Regions from separate parts of the Rattus norvegicus genome. Here region 2 is linked to region 1. The links are chromatin contacts, called in public Hi-C maps. All regions are on one chromosome and are shown on one strand. The core of a region is the stretch at or near the end of the contact, and the rest is flanking DNA. Distances in the headings are between cores, read along the strand shown.

Region 1 (5,029 bases), core at 281-2,780:
ATTAATTCTGGTGGTAATAACTCCACTATCATTCTTACTAAGGTTCGAGGGCAATCTGTAAAAAGAAAATCATCTTCCCAGCTAAGCAGACTTTCTTTAACTCATCAACATACTGCCAAAGAAAAGGGGACATTCTGCCAGCATTCAAACTGGGGGGGAAAAAAGTCCTCAGGCAAGTTTATATAAAACCCCAGAAAAGTGATACATAATAAATTAAATATCCAGAAATAAGCAAAGCATGAATATTTAAGCACTGGGCTATTTTAATTCAGAGCAAGCAGTGAGACCCAGGCTCTTTCCACAGGATGGAAAGTTTAAGCCCAGGCTGGCAGGATAGGGAGCTGTCCTGGGTCCCTTTCTAATTCAAGAGATTGGCAAGCATCACGTGTCACTAACTCAGTGTCGAGCTGTAGACCAAGGTAAATATTTTCAGGGACTGGCATAGACTCCTGGAGTCTACCAAGGTGAAGAATTGGGGCATAAAACATGCATACAGCGTGTGTCTAGCTTTCTGCCTGGAAATAGCTTCTGGGTGCTAAATGACAAGCCAGCAGCATCTTGCTGGGGTCCAGAACGAAACCAAGAACAATTTCGATAGACAGAAGTGAGGACAAAGGGGAGTGAGTTCAAAGAGGGTAGCTAAGGAGCAACAGGGCTTTACTGCCCCTTCCAAACACAGCGAAAGGAAGCTCTGAGTACTTAACGCTCTCCCTTTTCGGATTTCAGGCCGAATCCCCATCAACGTTTCTGCTCTCTGATGCTTAAATAAAATTTATTCTACCTTGTGTAGGACACAAGGACATGGAGTCTGGTGCGTGTTCTACAATCTTTTTGTGCATAAAATAACACACACAGAGAGAGCATTGGGGAAATGGCTCAGTTACAAAGGGATTGCCATACAAGCATGAGGGGCCCAACTGACCCCCAGCGCCCACAGAAAAGTTAACTGTGAAGAGTTGGGATGCTAGTGCCAAGAGAACTCACTGACTAGCGAGAGTCAGCAAACCTCCAGTCTCTGTGAGAGATCCTGTTTCAAATCTCAAGACAGGCAACGTCCTGGTGAAGAACATCCGAGGTTGACCTCTAGCTTCCAGATTCACAGGCACACCTGCACACACACACACACACACACACACACACACACACACACACACACACACACACACGCATGTATGAACACACACCCTTCACTTTCTTCTTTTTCCTATTGCTTTGTCATGTGCAGTGTATGTGTGTTGGGGGTACTGATGAGACTCACCCAAGGGAACATTTCACAGAGAGAATGAAAAATGCCAAGATGCAAAGATAAGTGGCCACAGAATTGCAAACCACAGAGGAATGGATGCCCGGAGTCTTCTGGTATGGGAAACAGATTCCAGAACGCAACACTTACAAACCATTTCCTTGCAGCCTAGCGAAGTCTGAGAACATCATGTACATGATTTTATTCATCCTCCCACGGTTCTGAGATAGGTGTTAAAACCTCATCCCGTACTGTGGATAGGAGAAAAATAGACACAGAAGGCGGAGGGCTTGTAGAAGCTTCTTCTTCGAAGCCCGTGCTCCTCATTACACACCTAGTGTGTGACGGTCGGGTCCGGGAGAGAAGCAACTTGAGTTAAGCCTATGTCAGAGCTATGCTGACACAGAGCCAGGGACAGGTCTGGGAGACCCAGTGTTCTCACATCGTCCTATTATAGTTCACATGTGTCTACCTTAAAATGCAGCTAGTTGATTCCTAAAAGTAACTCAGGACATGACAGCTAGGACTAGGGACATCACCTAAAGCAGGAACTTTGGGTTCTCAGTGCTATGAGTGAAAACCTCCCATCCTCTTGCAGAACACAATGAAATAATCTGTGGTTTTGTATTTTTTTTTCCCCAGACGGAGAGTGTTTTCAAAACTCTCACAAACTCTTCTATGTTCTTGTTCTGTGAAATCTGGCAATGTATACTGAACTAGAAACATCTGGAATGGCTTTTTCCCTCCCTCATGCTGCACAAGAACGCTCTTCTATTCCTGTTTCATATTCAAGGAGACTGAAACCTAGAGAAACCAACGGTGTCCCAGGTATGCACTCAGAGACCAGGGGCAATCCTCAAGGCTAGGATGTTCATGACTCTTCCATGAGACTCGAGTTCCCCTCTTTGGAATCAGCAGGCAGAACAAAGTCAGGCTTTCACACTAGGTATGACCTGTGTGGACAGACATTTCTCAGCCAGCTTCAAATGCTACTCACAGACGATAGTTATATCCAGGGGAAAGTCACCTGACAGGCTCCATTTTTCCTGGATTCTAAATGTGCAAAGGCAAGGGGATGGGCGAGAAAGAGGAAAAGCTTGATCACCAGCATTATTTGGTTTTGTCAGGGCTTTGTAAAAAAAAAAAAAAAAGAAATAAAAGAAAAGCCCACTCAGGTGGGATTTAAATGCCATTTGATTGAGTCTCACTGCTGTCACCCTAGAAGAATGGACTTTTTCCCTCCTACAGTGTCCACTTCATTAGCACCCCTTGGTCGTCGGTCAGCCTTTCTACACCAAGCTGGGCCCTGTGCTCCAGCATCCCAAGCTTTATATCATCGTCATCGTCACCATCATCATCGTCATCATTGTCATTGCCATGGGCATCATCATCGTCATCGTCCTTCCACTCAGGGAAGGGCTGGCTGGGGGTGGGAAGAATTGTTTGCTTCTGAGTCTGACCAGCTGGGCTTTCCGGTGCTTCTGCGCTGGGATAGTTCACAATAGCATACTGTCTGTTCTATGACTGTGTGGTTTTTCTGATTAGTACTTATTCTTTTTTTTTTAAATATTTATTTATTTATTTTATGTATGTGAGTGCACTGTAGCTGTCTTCAGACACACCAGAAGAGGGCATCAGATCTCATTACAGATGGTCGTGAGCCACCATGTGGTTGCTGGGATTTGAACTCAGGACCTCTGGAAGAGCAGTCGGTGCTCTTAACCGCTGAGCCATCTCTCCAGCCCAGTACTTATTCTTAAATAAAGACCATAGACCAGCAGTTCTCAACCCGTAGGTCTCAACTTGACAGAGGTCACGTATCAGACACCCTGCACGTCAGATATCTGTGTCACAACTCATAACAATAGCAAAACTACAATTATGAAGTAGCAGTGAAACTAATTCTATGGTTGGGGGTCAGCACAACATGAGGAACTGTATTAAGGGGTGGGAGCATCAGGAAGGCTGAGAAGCCAGTTCCGCAGACTGTTAGTCAGTGGTTCAGATGCTCAGTGCCTTCTCGTGAATTCAGCCACATTGGGTTGTGTTTATGAAAGGTGGCTAGATTTCCCCTGCCCTTCAGAAAACCATTTGTTGGAGACGAATTTTTCTTTTTATTTTATATTTATATTGGGCATACTATATAAAACATAACAATGTACATTATATATTAATATCAATCATTTATGCTTATTGTGTTGGTTAAATTTGCACAAGTAAGAAATATGCTATTTTTCAAAGGTTGGGGATGCAGGTTATAGCTAGGCTGACCTAGAAATCAAGATCCTTCTGATTCAATTCTCCCGAGTGCCAGGATTACATATGAATTCTGTGAGTGGCTTACATGCACTATTACACAATTTTACATGCCTTTTAAATGACTGTCATATTTTTGCTCATACATTTGGTAATAGTACAGACACATTCACTTCAAAGAAGCCTAAGGATGCATTAATTTAAGAAATTAGCATCAAAGACCGATAATTACACCTTTTCAGAGGTAATCTCCGATTATATTTAGATACGTAATTCCATCTTCGTTTCCTGTATACACAGTTATACATATATTCATAAAGGTAGACATATTTTTAGATACAAGCACAGACTTAATGCATATTTGCCGGTTTTAAACTGACTTGTGGTTGTTTCCATTGAAGACACTTGTGTGGGGGCTGGAGAGATGGCTCAGCAGTCAAGCACTTGTTGCTCTTGCAGAGGACCTGAGTTCAGCTCCCTACACCCACATGGTGGTTTATAGCAACCCAGGGGATCTTATGCCCTCTTCTGCCCAGGGTGTACATATGCACAATCAGGCAAAACACTCTTACACATAAAATAAAATAAATATACATGCTGAAATGATATCACAAACATCATTCAATCTGTAATGGTGTACGGGTGTCAATAGTTGAATTGGAAGATAACCAAGTACAGCATTCTATTGTCGGACACCTCTGCTCATGCCAAACTTGGCTAATGGGAATACTATTCCTGTCTATATATTTTTGTCTTTTTTCTAAGTGTGTGAGTGTGTGTGTGTGTGTGAGAGAGAGACACACAGAGACACAGAGACACAGAGGGAGAGAGACACAGAGACACAGAGAAAGACAGAGACAGAGACAGAGTGTGTGTGTGAGTGAGAGAGACAGAGAGATACAGAGACACAGAGAAAGAGACAGAGAGAGTGTGTGTGTGTGTGTGAGAGAGAGACACAGAGACACAGAGAAAGACAGAGACAGAGACAGAGAGAGTGTGTGTGAGAAAGAGACAGAGAGACACAGAAAAACAGAGACATAGACACAGAGAGAGTGTGTGTGTGTGAGAGAGAGAGACACAGAGACACAGAGAAAGACAGACAGAGAGAGTGTGTGTGTGTGAGAGAGAGAGACATAGACAGAGACACACAGAGAGAGACAGAGAAAGAGAGAGAGAGAGAGAGAGTGTGTGTGTGTGTGTGTGTGTGTGTGTGTGTGTGTGTGTGTGTGTGTGTTGAATCTCTGTTACATGTATGCAGGTGCCCTTGTAGACCATAAGAGGTTATAAGTTGAGTTATAAGCAGTTATGAACCTCTTGCTGTGAGTGCTGGGAACTGAACTTGGGTCCTCTGGAATAGCTGCAAGCCCTTGTAACTCCTGAGTCATCTGTCCCGCCTCTGCCCCAAGGTTTTTCTTGCTGGACTGCAAGAGCTTCTCTCTCCAGAGGTTGCCTGGCTGCTCTGCTAGAAGATGCTGTCGTTTCTTCCCTTTCTGAGGTAAGAGACCACGTGCCTATGCACTGAGCAATGTG
Region 2 (5,565 bases), core at 2,541-5,040, 350 kb before region 1:
ACAGCAGGCTTGCAGCAGGCTCATGATAACCTCTTACGATGGATACTCTTCCTCAGAGATTCTCAGCAACCAAGACCAGCAGATCTGCACATATTTGGAAGAAAAGCTGCACATCTACGCTGAGCTTGGGGAACTAAGTGGCTTTGAGGATGTCCACCTAGAACCCCATCTGCTCATCAAGCCCGACCCCGGAGAACCTCCCCAGGCAGCCTCCCTGCTTGCAGCAGCCCTGAGAGAAGGTGAGTTGCCCTAGAAATGATTTGGCATGATGGATTGAGAATGTGTTTACCGGGGCCCTATTACAAGCTGTGCACAGTGGCCCTGGTGCCGAGGTGTAGCCAAATGAACCAGAATACTTATTCTCATAGAACCTATGTGCCCGAAACTTCAAAGGTAAGTAAGTATGTTTGATTTGAAGTATGAAGTGCTATGAAGAAAAATACACAGAAGTGGAGAATCGTAGCGCTCTTGAGAGGGAGTGGGTATTCTTCACATTCGGTGGTCAGGACCACTGGCAACAGATGCAGTCATAGGCAGATTTGGGACGTGTTTGGGAAATAAAGTGGAGGAGGCTGACGGTATCCACGAAGAAAGCCTTGATGGAGCAAATCACCTGCTCAGACTTAGCGGGTGCTTGCTTGCTCCAGCTTCTTTCACCCTATCAAATCTTCCCAAATGCGGGGCCGGAAGCCATCGGTGGATACACTCATGGGCCCTGCTGCCCAGGGGAACCACAGCAGTGGAAGCACCATGGAGGCCACAGATGAGAATCCGTGCTATGTCAATGTCACTGGTCCATACCTGACTGCAGGGATTCTTGCCAGGTGGAGACATTTAAACAAAGACAGTTGAGCTCACACTTTGAAAAGCCCCTTTGCTTTGCTGTTTTCCCTCCCTTCTCTTCCTGAATCTCATCACCCTTCCCTGTAGAACTTCTTCCCAGTCCCAGTATCCACTGTGGTTCTCCTGCGCCCCCGTGTGGCCACAGCTGCAAGTGTCTCTTTCCCATGTTCTTTGAAGTTCCCTCCATTAGTCATCAAATAACAGTGGATGCTCATAAGTCGTTCCCTGACCCGAATGTGGTCTAAATGTATGGAGGATACTTTAGAAATAAATAATAAAGTAAATAGTCCTTTGGCCTATTCCACGTGCTAGCTGAGACTCCTTTATGTAAGTAAACGTGTCTCCTTTGAGGGGGTAGTAGTTCCCCAGAGGACTAGAACACAGATGGGATTGTGTATCATTAAAAGCAAGTTTGAAGAAACACTCCTGTGAGAAACAGCTAGTATCTTAGTAACAATGTTTAAGATCCCAATGCTCGATAGTGTGTGGATAGTAATTGAATTACAAGGTTTTCAGAATACTAATTTACTGAAAGCTACATTTGAGATATTTTTATACAACAGATTTAAAAATTATGTTAAATTCTCTATGCAGAAGGATGCTGCTCTCTGTTGGTATAGAGTGCATGGCTACGTAATTTTTCCGTAAGGGGCCAGCTGTAAGTAGTTTTGTAGGTCACACCCTTTTTGGGATATAGACCTATGTGTTCATGAACATGTGTTTGTGCAACTTTTATAACTATGAACGCAGACTGGGGTCATAGTACAGTGGATACAATCCTTGCAGAACATGGATGGAGCCTTGGGTTCAATTATTGTGTTGTATAAAACAGTCATGGTGATACATGCCCAGAATCCTGCCACTTGACAGGTAAAGGCAGGAGGGTCAAGAGTTCAAGATTCTCCTCAGCTACATAGGATGTGGACTACCCAAGGTTCTCTTTTAGAGGAAAAAGAAAAAAAAAAAAGAAGACTAAACCCAAATTTTAGTTTTCTGGGTTGTATAACAACAGTTGCTGACCAAATGTGGTTTATCGACTTTCGGTGGATCACAACTTCTAATCTTTTGTCACTGTGTTGCAACAAGTGGCCGTCTCTAACCTTCATGCTCAAAAGCCATGTTACAATCAATGGCAAGAGTTACAGCTGAATTAAGTCATCGACTCACAAAAAATCACAATGTTTTAAGTATGTTTACAGTTTTAAGTATGGATACAGCTTGTATCGAGCTTTATCTGTCATAGCCTGGGGCCCATGCAGCCCAGCCATTGCAGGTTGGACACACCTGGTAAACTGAACCCTCTCTCTGCATTGTTATTGCTCTAATTTAGTTTTGTTTTTCTCCTTCATAGCTGAGAGTCTGCAAGTTGCTGTGAAGGCTTCAAAGCTGGCTGATGTAAGCCAGCCATCTGAAGAAGGCCCTGGAGGGGCTGTCCTGGCTGACACACTCAGTGCACAAGATGCACCAGCATCGCCGACTGCCTGTAAGTGACAGTGCAGGCCTTGGCCGTGAGCCTGCGTACAGCCCCAGTGCACACGGTGGTCGCATAAAACAGATGCAGTAGCTACCTGATTTTAGGGGGACTTAATGTATTTTTTGTAATTAGAAAAAAAAAACCCTTGAGAATAACCATGCTGGCCATAAGTAGCTATTATATGTGACAATTAATGGCACTTGTATTTAAAGGACAAAGACTTATGTTGGTAGGAGGTACTGTTCTGTCCTCTGGCTAAGCATTGCCCCACCCCAGATCATACCCTGCCTGGGGTTTCATGACTTCTTGGATGAATTTTTGAAAGGACTTCCAAACCGTTTTTGTAAGGGTCCCTGCAATCCATTAAGCGAACAAGTGTTTGAGTAAAATCTTCTGGGCATCAACTAAGGAATCATAACTCAGAAAGCTCGAATGCCTCCCCTACCTGCATGGTGCACAGACAGGATAGCTGAACAATTCTTGTTCGGTTTTTATGGTACCAGGATTATAGAACCCAAGGCCTCAAACGTGCTAAGCGAGCCCGTCTACCACTGACATACAGCCCTCCCAGATATTCTTCTTCACGTTGGAATACATTCTGGATTTTGAGCAGATCTCATCTTATGATCCTCCTGCCTCTGAAGTGATCAGTTTACAGGTGTATTCCTCCACACTCAGCTGTTTGAGACGTTTAAAAATACCAGGTAGAGCATGAACTTAGCATCGTCACCGAACCCAAGTGTGGCGTTCTATGTATGGTTTTCAACTAAATACTGAATTCCGAAAAGGATTCTAAGAGCATAGAGAGTATATTTTTCATGTGAAGATGGCAAAAACCTTACTTGGAAAGAAAATAATATGTGTGATAACATGTCTGAAATAGCTTTTTTTCTTTCTTTCTTTTTTTTTTTTGAGACACGGCGTTCCCACGTGGCTCTTACATTGACCTCAAATTTACTATTGGAGTTGAGAACGGCCTTGAATTTCTGATTCCCCCAAGTTCAAGAATTATAGGTATATGCTACCACAGGCATTCTATTTCAGAATTTCTGCAACAGATCCCTTGGTTTGGTTAGAATGCCTAGAGGCATTTCCCCCCCCCCCCGTTTTGTTTTATTACGAGCACCCGAAATTATGTTCCCCTCTCAGATTCTGCTTTATTTAATCCCGGCTTTCTATTTTCAGAATGTGCACATATGGTTTTCATTTTGAACGGCCAGATTCACCAGGGGAGTTGTACTGCTCTGGGTGATTTCCTTCAGAAGAACCTCATTATGCCGTTGAGGAAGTGCACTCTAAAAATACGAGGGTGCGGGTGGGTGTGCTGCTCCCAGCCCCGCCCCAGGGACAGCTGAGAGGCTCCACTGCCCCTGCAGCTGTTTGGAGCACTCCAGGCCTTCTCCTCCCTCCAGGCAGGACAGTGAGGGGTCTCCCTGTCAGAACCTACATTTCAGAGCCTTCCCAAGGGATATTCCATTTGCTAGACCCAGAACAGCCTGCTGTTAGGATCAGGCCCAGAGGCATAGGGTGAACCCACATGCCAGAAGCCGTCCATTTTGGCTTGGCTTGGAACGAACATGGCACTCTGAGAGTTTGATCTCTATATAGTTGTAAGGGCAGAGGGACATTCCTCAAGGAAGGTTTGGGGATGAGAGTGGCTTTGCAGAGGGCTTCGGGGAGGGCCTTTGTGAAGCAAGCCTGTCGCTCTGAGGTTACAAGCCGAGCTCATCAGTATACTTACTGAAGGAGACTATTATAACCTACTTTCTAAAATGGTCAGGCCATTGGAGACCCTGTTGCCCACCCTGAAGCTACACCTGGGGCTACAGAAGCTCTACCTTTCTCTCCCTGCTTGGCTCCACATCAGCTTCCTCCAAGGTTTAACTGTTAATGTGAGGAGCAGATTAGTTGGAAGATGGCTTGGACATCTCTTTAGGAGTTAGGAAGTCGCTATAAACTGTCCCCCCACCTCATTGCCTAAGCAGTGCTCAACTTACAGCCACTGAACTTGGTGTTTCACTTGGTTCTTTTGAAATGGGTTCCCACTCGCACAAAACTCTGCTTTGGAAGAGGATTTTGAAACCCTGGACAGCTGCCACTTTCTAATGGGGATACAAGTGATCTTGTTCATTTAAACAAAGGGAAAATGGCAGCTCCTTGTTAGAAATAATGGTGCGTGATGACACCACATTTTTTTTAAGTTTATAAACATCATAAAATGAACATCTTGATCAAGGCCCTGGTCAGATATTGCTCCAATGAAGTGTGTGTGTGTGTGTGTGTGTGTGTGTGTGTGTGTGTGTGTGTGTGTGTCCCAGCTTTGAGAAGCCTGGTTTGAAGCAGTAAAAGGTAAACATAGCCCAGGTTTTAATTGAAATCTGTAAAGAAATGACTGCCAACCGAGGTTTCATGGCTAAAGGTAAATTTGTTTTTGTGATGGGTTTCTGTGATTTCCTAGGTTAAATGTGTACAGTGTAAGTGTAAGTGTGTAAATGTGTAAGTACAGTGTATTTAACACTGTAAAGTATTAAATCTTAAGTGGGAAATGTGAGCAGAGCTGAAGTGAGGAGAAACTGAGGCAGCTCTCGGTTTTTATGACTCTGAAACAGTAAAGCATTGGCCACCTCCAGCCTTCTTAGAACAGTATCCCTTTTGCCTCTGGACCTGCCTTCTAAACCTTGTCCATCCGCTGCTGCTCCTGCACTGGCCACAAGGAAGCCTTTTACGGACCTGGGTCTGCCAAGAGACCTTGCTTTTATTCCTCTGGGCACCTGTTTTAAATTACTTCTTTCCCAGGAGGCTTTTTCCTATTAAATGAAAGCGAGATGTAGACTTGGTACCGCAAACAGCACATGGACACCTGAGCAGAGCCTAAGAAAGAAGCACAATTAAAATGATGGGAGACAAAGGACGCTATTTTGTATCGCTTAGCCTGTAAGCTCAAAGAGAGCAGGGACTGTGGGCTGCCTTGCGCTCTCTAGCGCCCCCTGTAGGAGCACTCAGTATGTATTATCTCGTGATAACTTATTTTGAAGTGTGCCTCAGTTGTGTATAGAAGACCCAATTGGCTGGCTGATGTTTGATGTTGTCCTTTTTGTTTCTGTCTCAACGGCGTGCTTCCGGCATTAGTCACAGAAGGGACAGAAGGAAGAGGCTGTTGGGATGTGGATCCCCGGCTCCAGGGTGTGGTAACGGACTTGGCGGTCTCTGATGCAGGGGAGAAGGTATTGTTAATTGTTAACCAACTT

What was found. A called contact is a pair of places that touch in the nucleus more often than the background predicts.
Region 2: a contact with region 1 is called in a Hi-C map of frontal cortex, with 2.0 times the contacts expected there. The contact joins two enhancer-like sites. A contact is called at or near these places in 2 of 12 Hi-C or Micro-C datasets (frontal cortex and hepatocytes).

The regions. Positions count from the first base shown.
Region 1 is chr2:30,692,207-30,697,235 of GRCr8, reverse strand. The region is part of intron 1 of LOC102551027 (a long non-coding RNA gene); the gene reads right to left. Among named protein-coding and RNA genes, the nearest start is that of Enc1, 410 kb to the right of the region's middle. Within about 2 kb of position 1,530, at least 15 of the 93 cell types and tissues checked have an H3K27ac peak or open chromatin away from gene starts, as enhancers often do.
Region 2 is chr2:31,040,001-31,045,565 of GRCr8, reverse strand. It overlaps Arhgef28 (Rho guanine nucleotide exchange factor 28), which reads left to right. Exons shown (of 36, transcript NM_001415065.1): 29 at 57-239; 30 at 2,195-2,326; 31 at 5,447-5,541. Among named protein-coding and RNA genes, the nearest start is that of Arhgef28, 250 kb to the left of the region's middle. Within about 2 kb of position 3,790, at least 4 of the 93 cell types and tissues checked have an H3K27ac peak or open chromatin away from gene starts, as enhancers often do.